3 separate regions of the Zea mays genome follow, and regions 1 and 3 are each linked to region 2. Evidence: chromatin contacts called from public Hi-C data. All regions are on one chromosome and are shown on one strand. Each heading gives the region's core, a stretch centred on a gene start, on an enhancer-like site or on the middle of the called end of the contact. The rest is flanking DNA. Distances are from core to core; before and after follow the strand shown. Region 1 holds the start of LOC103642199. Region 2 holds the start of LOC100282737 (chaperone protein dnaJ 10). Region 3 holds the start of LOC100283671.

Evidence for each region. A called contact is a pair of places that touch in the nucleus more often than the background predicts.
Region 1: a contact with region 2 is called in a Hi-C map of ear, with 2.9 times the contacts expected there. The contact joins the promoter of LOC103642199 here to the promoter of LOC100282737 in region 2. A contact is called at or near these places in 6 of 25 Hi-C or Micro-C datasets (ear, endosperm, leaf and 1 more) and 1 of 3 datasets of contacts at active chromatin or transcription factors (leaf).
Region 3: a contact with region 2 is called in a Hi-C map of tassel, with 3 times the contacts expected there. The contact joins the promoter of LOC100283671 here to the promoter of LOC100282737 in region 2. A contact is called at or near these places in 2 of 25 Hi-C or Micro-C datasets (leaf and tassel).

What each region holds. Positions count from the first base shown.
Region 1 is chr1:193,994,076-193,997,128 of Zm-B73-REFERENCE-NAM-5.0, forward strand. It overlaps LOC103642199, which reads left to right and starts at 1,489. Exons shown (of 5, transcript XM_008665518.2): 1 at 1,489-2,142; 2 at 2,259-2,304; 3 at 2,407-2,492; 4 at 2,590-2,641; 5 at 2,820-3,053. The coding sequence starts at 1,504. The coding sequence ends at 2,824.
Region 2 is chr1:193,835,475-193,838,817 of Zm-B73-REFERENCE-NAM-5.0, forward strand. LOC100282737 (chaperone protein dnaJ 10) reads right to left here and starts at 1,546. Exons shown (of 10, transcript NM_001155643.1): 1 at 1,240-1,546; 2 at 1,094-1,153. The coding sequence starts at 1,326.
Region 3 is chr1:193,667,156-193,670,302 of Zm-B73-REFERENCE-NAM-5.0, forward strand. It overlaps LOC100283671, which reads left to right and starts at 1,822. Exons shown (of 6, transcript NM_001156572.1): 1 at 1,822-2,364; 2 at 3,119-3,147. The coding sequence starts at 1,885.

The DNA of each region.
Region 1 (3,053 bases), core at 239-2,738, 160 kb after region 2:
AAATTCGTGGTTATTTGAGAGCTTCTGCGTGTTTCACTGATATCTTCCTTATCACCGGTGCTGACGCGTGGTAGTGGAAAAGACACCTAAACAATTCATTTTTGTTTGGTTGGCAATGGGAGATCACACCTAAACAATTCATAGCATTAAGGAATGCATTCGACCCTTACCAACATAGAGCTGACTAACTTGCGAAAGTTAGCGAGGAACCTTCCATGACATTTTGCTCTAGGTATTGCTTTTGATAGTGTCAATATTACTTTTGACTGTAATAGATTTTACTTGTTGTGTTCCAGAATAATGTGTATAATCTTGCATAAAGTCAGGCCCTGTGTTTCTTAAGAGCAAAGGACCGAGTTGTGTTGCTACATTGAACATGAAAATAAAATGTGGTTGTGCACTATGTATTGCATCTCTAGAATTATGTATGAATCATCTACCTCCTGATTAGATAAGCGTTCTCAATTTTTTAAAATATTTGCCAGATATTCTATTCTATGCTACTCTTGTAATTTGTTTCATTCAACTATATAGGGAGAACCCAGAGTAAGGAGCGCTCTGCCGGTCAATCTTTGTCTCGGATGGGAGCACCCTGTTCCTGGCATGATCCCTCGGCACCCTGTTCCTAGCAATGATCCCTCGGCTAGAGTCCAGGATACGATAGTATCGGCCCTACCTCGCTCCTCCGAAGCTTGTTAGAGCAGCTGATCCCATTTTAGATGCATGGAGGGGTGTTGATGCCTTTGCGGCATCAAGCAAGTTTGGCAAACAAACTTTCAGTCTAGCAGATTACAGAGATCACTGAGAGAACCTGTTTTATCGGTATGACATTGTTTACTCACTATAACTTCTCACAAAGAAAATGACATAGTGATCTATCCATCTAAGTCAGGCTATTTATTTGACAACTGATACAAATTGATGTAGCAACAAAGTTTTTCACTGTAGGTGATATTTTTGTATGATTGGAATTGGAGGGTTCAAATGATGAAGGGATTTTAGAAATCTATAATATGTATGCCTTTTCTTTAGTCTCCCTGCGGAATGAGGGGCTCAACTTGGTTAAGAGCAGGTTCGCTAAATGCTCTATGAGAGACGGAGTTCTCCACAACTTTCTTTGGGGCTCTATGCAACAGCCACTCATCACATGTAGTAGGAGAAGGGCATGTCTCGTAGATGACCCACAGATATACTAAATCTGGAAATGGATTTAGATAAAAGTTTTTATCATCTTTTTTAGGATAAATTGGTTGGATATCTTTTTAGTGATGCTAACAAAAATATAGAATAATAATTATTGTTTTTGCATATCAATGTATTTTATCATATTGATTCCATAGCAACATGGTATTGTTTTCCGTGAGGGTTCCTATCACCATTGTACTCACGCCGTCCATCGCTAGAGCTCTAAGCCGTTGGAGGATTGTCAATTTGTGTTCCGTCGCAACGCACGGGCACATAGCTAATTAATTTATGATGACCGAGGACGAGGAGTAGCGGGGAATGGAAAAACAACACTGGTTCAGTCGGACGACCACACATCTTTGTGCTGCGTGCCGGCGGCGTGGAGCAGACAAGACGCTAGTCGAACACGAGGATAAGCTCCTGCAGCCAGTGGTTGGTTGGTTGGTTTCCTCGCCCGTGCCGTGCGCAGCTGAAGCCGATGGAATGAGGCTCGCCGCAGCCAAGCCTGCCGCCATCACCGTCGCCCAGCGGCAGCCGATCCCCATCCCCACATGCAGCTCCAGCCGCAATCAGGCCAAGAAGAGCCGCCGTAGCGCATGGAGGGTCGCAGTGGCAAGCCGCGACGCCGCCGACGGCGACGCAGAGGCGGGCGCGGGCCAGGGCCAGGGCCAGGCACCGACGGGACGGCGGGCCCGGCTGTCGGCGAGGCGGCGGCAGCGCGTGCCGCTGCCGGACGGCGTCTCCGGCGCCGGCGTCGGCGAGTTCCTGCGCCACCCGGACGCCGTCGAGTCCATCCTCAACACCGGCGCGCTCGAGAGCTTCGCGCCCGCGGGGCCCGGCACCTTCACCTGCGCGCTGCGCCGCGTCGGGCTCCTCGGCTTCGAGGTCGCCCCGGTGCTGGACCTCCGCGTCGCCCCGACCAGCACCGACTGCACCATCGAGATGCTGTCGTGCAGGGTACGTACGTACGCACGTGGCTTGGCTGCCTCCTCGCTCGTCAGCTCTGTTCCCCGCGCGCTTCGTCTTGGGGTCCGAACCCTCCTTCACTCACCTGAGCTCTTGCTAATTTCCAGTTCGAGGGATCAGAGGTGCTTGAGCAGCAGAATGAACTCTTCTCAGGTACGTTCTCCTACCACCAGTGCATCAATCTGTGTTCTTCTATTCTACCTAATACCTTCATCTTCATCCGAGTCGTCTACTGAGTTTTTTTCCTTTTTGCAGCATTCATGAGTAACCATATAACGTGGAGCGACGACGCCGAGGAGCCCTGCCTAGACATCCATGTCAAACTGGAGGTCACTCTGGAGGTATGCAAGGCATGCTTTGCATTTTCTTCCCCCTCCCCCAAAGTTTTAAGAGAATGCACATGAAGTTAATAGTGCGTCGATTACGATTTTATTACAGGTCTACACCAAGCCATTCAGCATGCTTCCGTTGTCAGCAGTGGAGAAGCCAGGTAACCTGTATGTATGCCTGCCTGCCTGCCTCTGTCACGTTTGCATAAGCGAGCTATGAAAGAGAACTAGTAGCTCGATCTGGGACAGAGCATCTTATCGGCTAACAGCCAACATTTCCACCGATTACTGTTGGTAATGGCACTTGGATCTGACATTTCCACCGATTTCTGTTTGCAGGTTGATGCAAGGCCTGCTGGACAGGCTCGTTCCCGTGCTGGGAGAGCAGTTGCTGAGGGACTACCATTCCTGGGCTCAGGCTCAGCAGCAGCATGAATCGTCTTGATGAGATTGGAGGTCAAGGGAAGGAGGAGAGATTGGTCGCTCATGTATCTACGCCACTACAAGTATCCAAGGATTTAGCGAATCCAGATATACAAGGACTCGTAAATCAAGACGCTTGTTTTTTTTGGG
Region 2 (3,343 bases), core at 296-2,795:
CTTAAAGCAGCAGCCAAATATTTTGTAGGCTAAAAAGAAGAATGGCTATCTAAATGTGCATTACAAAAATGATATGGAGTGGTTCTTCAGTATAAAACACAAACGGTAGTGGAGTGTGTCATATATGTAGGGGTGACAATGGGCTCTAAATTTTACACTATAAAATTGAAGGATCGGATCGGGCCCTATTTTTTATTCATTTTTGAACTAAAATTTATTTAGAGCCCTACCATTTTGTGAATAAGCATTTGGATCGCGATCCACTACCACCCCTAAATTGAGAAATTCACAAGTCTCAAGTATGAACAATCCTATTTCTAAAAACAAGACAAAATGACAAGTCTCTAGCATTTTGATACATGTATAATGTCTCCATTCTTAAAGCAGCAGCCAAATATTTTGTAGGCTACAAAGAAGAATGGCTATCTAAATGTGCATTACAAAAATGATATGGAGTGGCCGAGTGGCTCTTCATTATAAAACACAAACGGTAGGGGAGTGTGTCATATATGTAGGGGTGACAATGGGCTCTAAATTTTACACTATAAAATTTAAGGATCGGATCGGGTCCTATTTCTATTCATTTTTTAACTAAAATTTATTTAGAGTCCTACCATTTTGTGAAGAAACATTTGGATCGGGATCTATTACCACCCCTACATATATGTCTCATTTAGATTTTGTTCACTCGTCCAAACTGTGTTTCAGAACTATATTCCTAGTAAACATACTTCCTGTAATAGATTGTTTTGACTGTTCTGTTAGGCGTTAGCAATATTGAGGTATCCTTGAAGTGAGCAATCTTCAACCAAAAAGTAATACGTCTAGCTGCTTAACAAAACCCCATTTAAACCAGTAAGCCCAAGCAGTCAGCACTCCCTAATTTTTTTTACGTACTGCCATCGAGCAATGAGTACCTAATCTGATTGAATCGAGCATTCTACACTACAGGCAGAGTAGCTCGCAGCAGCATCTGTTAGATGAGCCATCGAATCAAGGATTGTACACTAGAGGCAGAGTAGGTCGCAGCAGCGCTGTAAAGCTGAGCAAAGTATAGATACCACAGGATGAGAAATGTCGAGCGCGCATATACCTGGAACTTCTCCGCGGCCTGCGGATCATTCGGGTTCTTATCGGGGTGGACCAGCCTCGCCTGCACAGACACAGCCAGCAGCAGCGACAGGAACCAGATCAGACGCCCGCGGCAGAGCAAGCGGGAGCGAGGAGCCGGCCGCTTACCTTGACGTAGTACGCCTTCTTGATCTCGGACTCGGTGGCGGACGGGTCCACGCCCAGCACGTCGTAGTACCGCGTGTCCTTCACCATTTTGGCTCCCTCTGCTCAAGCTTCGATCTCCCCTTTGACTTCCCCGGATCAGGATCCAGGTGGGAGCGGATCCGTCCGGGTATCCGGTTGGTGGAGAGGTGACGGGGTGCGCCGGGCGGTGGGAGCCGGCGGCTGCGGTGGGGCGCCGGGGTCGGGGGAGGAACCGGCTTTTCAGGTCCGGCCACGCACACAAGCGCGTCGTCTAGACTTTTTCTAAATTTTTCAGGGAGAATTTTGTGAATTACCACAAGTAGGCCAAGTTGTGGGCCGGGAGCCCGGGACCCGCTCTTGGACTGTACTCCAACGACGAAATCCATATCTTCCTCCGTTTGCATTTGCTAAAAATCCAAATATACAGCTAAAAAAACTATGGGTCTGTTTGGTTGGGCTATGGCTGTGAAAAAAGTTGCTGTGGGCTGTGAGCTGTGGAAAAAGCTGTTGTAGGCTGTAAGCTGTTAAAAAGCTAAAAACCGTTTGGTGGAAACCACTAAAAGTCGTTAAAAATTCTTCGATATATGTTTTTATAGTTTCATCCGAAAAGCCACTAAAAGCAGGTCTAGAGGTGCTTTCAGATTTGCACTATGAGAAAGTCGGCTTTTAGAAAAAGCTGCTTCCTGAATCCAGCCCTTTGGTTGGCTTTTAGCTTTTAGGGGGGCAAAAGCCAAAGCCAAAAGTCAAACCAAACACACCCTGTAATTCAAGCCTACAGCTCAAAAGGAACAATCGGAGGTCAGGTACGTCACCATATTATTATAGGAATTACTTTAATCTCGCAATAATAAGATCTATCGGAGCCAGGTACTTCACCATATTATTATAGAAAATACTTAATCTCGCGATAATAAGATCTGGTTGGGGTTGACAAAAAAAATCCAACAGTATCGCAAACCTAAAAATGGTTGTAAAACCGCCGTTTGAATTCATGGCGATACTAATTCTTTTTTAGAACTTTACTTCTCATTTTAAATCATATTTACATATTTCTATCTATAGCTATTTGGCACACAAAAATATCTACATTAACTTTGTGAGTGGGAATAGTAGGATCGGCTTTGACTATGTCAAGATCTTGTTTGAGTAAAAATTTATCATGCCCTTGATGTTTGTTTAAGGCCTTAGAATGCATTATAAAGTTTTATAGATGTGGTCGAGGAACTTTGGATCTCCAAAACCTGGTGATGCTCGACATATATTAGTTCATGAATAAGGCCATTGAGAAACATAGTTTTTACGACCATTTGATGTAGCTTGAAGTTGGGATGTGCAGCATAGGCTAGAAGCATCAGGATTGCTTCAAGTATAGCTATCGTTGCATATGTCTCTTCAAAGTATGACCCTTTTATTTGAGTGAATCCTTGAGCAACTAATCTTGCCTTATTCCTACATGCACTCCACATTTGGTTCTAATTACATCGCTTTTGGTTCTTTGTACTAAGGAGTACTTGATTTCTCTCAAAGTTGTTTAGTTCTTGCATTGCCATCACCCAATATGGATCACAGAGCTGTTGATCTACCTTAGGAGATTTGAAGGAGAAAAAACGAGTAAAACTAACATAAATTTGCTAAATGTAAACAAGTTGGTACCACCTTTCAAAGACTCCATAATGTTATCAATCGGATGATCATGTTGCATGTTTTTCCTTAGCATCACGGGTTTCTTACTAATATTTAGGTCCATCTTCTCCATCTTGGTCAAATATTAGTTGTAGATTATGTCCATGAATTGGAGTATTGCTCACTGGTGCATCTTGCAGAGGTGCGGAACAGACCCTCAGCGCGTGAAAGCTCTCTTGTGGGTTTTGGTGGTTTGGATGATAACCCAATTTAAGGACTGACAAGTGTGTTAAGTGTTGGACAGGTGCCTAGTGTAAAGTCTATAAAGTTCAACACAAGTGCCCAAGAGTGATGGTCCAAACGCTGATATGATTATGGTTGTTGACATCACAAGTGTAGAAGGACATTGCTTATGTGAGACTTGGAGTTTTGGAGTCCAACATCAACCACAAACAGGCCAAAA
Region 3 (3,147 bases), core at 572-3,071, 170 kb before region 2:
CACACCACAATTGCTCATATAATTAGTTATATATGTCAATTGGGGAGAAATTCTGCTTGCGCTTCACCCAATTTTGGTTGAGTACTGTGAAGATTATCTGCGCAATATATTCTCATCCATGTTATAAAATGGCTGATGATTAAACTTTCTGCTGAACTAAATTAATCATGGTTGCTCTAGAGCTGGTTGATCCAGGCCGTGCTTTGTTCCATTGGTTACATGATAATGCATTATGGTCAGATTATGGTAACTGATACTGTGATACTATTATCTGATGACCTTCCATTTCTGGTTACTTGTGGTCTAGACCTAAATCTGCTTAGTTCTTGTTCATGGCACATCTTCGATCACAACCCACAACTTAAGCTTTTGCAGAACTTCCTTTGTAAAGAGCTAAAACATGGAATAGCCGCCATGTGGAAGCAAACGACAAATGTCTTGTGATCTTTTATTGTGAATACTTTTGCATTCTAAGCACTCCTCATACGTCATTCAATGGCATTGGATCCTTATGTAGTTCTCTATTTCATCCTACACATTTAAATATCCTGTCGAGTCAATACAGAATGCAATTCAGAGAAAAACCCACATCAACGAGCTTATTACACTTTTGTTTGCACCCAAAACTTCTAAAAAATATGGTAGCACGTCTTCTCCAAAATTAAGCCTTTTGTTACTCATTTTGTCATTTGCATGTAATTTGTTAAATCACACTTCTAAATTTGCATGGCATGAATATCGTTAAATCACACTTCTAAATGTAAGATTGCCTACAACAAGAAACGTTCTGAATGGGTAGAGAATATTTTTAAGTGGGAACATATAATTCAGACCGGTCTTCCAATTGACTTAAAAGGGTATTTTCTCCATACCACGTACCTTCTCAGCAATATAACATAGTTGGCCAAACATTATTCTATAGGGTTAATACCAACTACCTCGTTGTACAAGTTATGGTCATGTGGGGAAAAAGTAGGCGGATGTCTTTGTGTGTAGGATGCAAAGATTTTTCGAAGGAACTTTGTGATTGATCTATTAAGTTACGAGGACAATTCATACCGCTATGTCATCCCTGCAAACATACAAAAGAGACTTATCAATATCTCTACAAAGGAATAGATTAGTGTACGGTTATCAATATATTGTTCGCGTTTTATTAATAATTTGTGAGTAGTCGCAACGCACAGACACCTAACTATCATATATATAGGTCTGCATGATATTGATGGTTGCAATGTAGTGGTGAAAGAGGTATATTAAAATAACAAAATTTTTATATATAGCCAGGATCATCAATGGATTACAAAATCCTTTCTCATAACAATATAACATTTTTATATATAAGTTACGATGATATTATATATTCCCGTTGCAACGCATCGGCACTAACCTAGTTCTGTTATATGCATGTCTAATATTAGTTGTGTAATTGTCCAAATGCTGCTGTCCTCTGTAGTCCTCCTTTTCACGGTTCACTGTAGGATGCAGACTGCAGTCAATAGGTGGCTCGCGAGCCGGGTTTAAGCCAAGCCCATTTGCACAACTCACAACAATACTGAGCAGAGCCGGCTCGTTTCCACCCCTCGCAGCCGTGTCATCTCCACGCCGCGGAGACCCAGGGGCCACGGGCCACGGCCCACGGCCCACGGCCCACGGCTCCGCACCTACGAAAGCCAACTGGAACCAGCAGCAGCCCAGCCCTCGTTTCGTTTCCCCACAAGGCCTCAAGGGCGCAAAAGCAGCACAGCCGGCGCTGCCGACTGTGACGACGACGATCGACGAACCCTCCCTTTCGTTTCCCCCAAGACAACACAAACCCCCACTCGCGCGACTCGCACAAGGAACAGAACTTCAGAACCCAGCGAATCCAGCCTGGCCCATGCCATGTCGCAGCCCGACGCCGACGCCATCCTCATCCCCATCGCCGCGGCGATGGATCCCTCCCCAGCCCCAGCCCCAGCCCCGGCTCCGGCTCCGGTCCCGGCCCCTACGGTGGTCGAGTGGCCCGAGGGCGGCGCACTGACGCGGGACTGGGTGGCGGGGCTGGCGTCCACGCTGGACTGGTGCTCGCGGCACCTCCCCGCGGACCGCCTCCCGGCGGTGCTCCCGCCCGCGCTGGTCCAGCGCCTGGTCCTGGCCGCCGCCGCCATCCTGCACCGCGAGCCCAACCTCGTCCGCGTCGACCCGCGCCCCGGCCAGGCCGTCGTCGTCGTCGGGGACGTCCACGGGCAGCTCCACGACGTCATCTTCCTGCTCCGCGACGCCGGGTTCCCGTCCGAGGACCGCATCTTCGTCTTCAACGGCGATTACGTCGACCGCGGCGCCTGGGGCCTCGAGACCTTCCTCCTGCTCCTCGCCTGGAAGGTGAATTCTGCTGCCTCATGCACGCTTCGATTCCATTTTGTTTTGTCGGATCTGCGAGATTCATGGGCGTAGATTGATGCATGTCAAGGCAGTCAATAAATTTTCCAGAGGCGGTACAAACTGGCTGAGTTGTTTTCGTGGCAGTGGCAGTGGCAGCGCAGAGGCGCAGACCGTGGCGAATAATGGTCTCTCCTTTGTTTGGATTGGACCTAAGAACAAGTATAGGTTTGCTAATTTTGCGTGTATGCAACTAATGAAATCAACATAGAATTATGAGGCATGACCCACACAATATTTCTTGAGTACTTGTTCTTGTTTCCCTCGGAATTCAACTGCTGGAATATTAGTGATGTGATGTCAATGTATTAAATATCGTGGTTTGGCGTTGAGGTAGCGTATCATTAGATATAAGTTTAAGCCTATATCATGAATAACGTTTATAAGTAGACATTTAACTGCACTAAAAAAAGTAATGTCACACACACTTCAATTATGAAAAATATGGTGTCATTTAAACCATATGTATGTTAAGTGAGTTAGAATTGTTCATTTGTTCCATACTATATTCATACGTGGTAGCGGTAGCTGTATTTAGTGCCATGTGTGATATATATTTGCATTTGACTGTTAACTTGCACAAGCATATGCTTGTCCTCCTTTGACATTCTAAAACTTCTATAGAAATCTCCGTTCAACTTCAAACAGTGTCAAACATAAATGGTTGCTAATTAATGGTGTTCTTGCTTTCTTTCAGGTGCTACTCCCAAACTGTGTGTTCCTTCT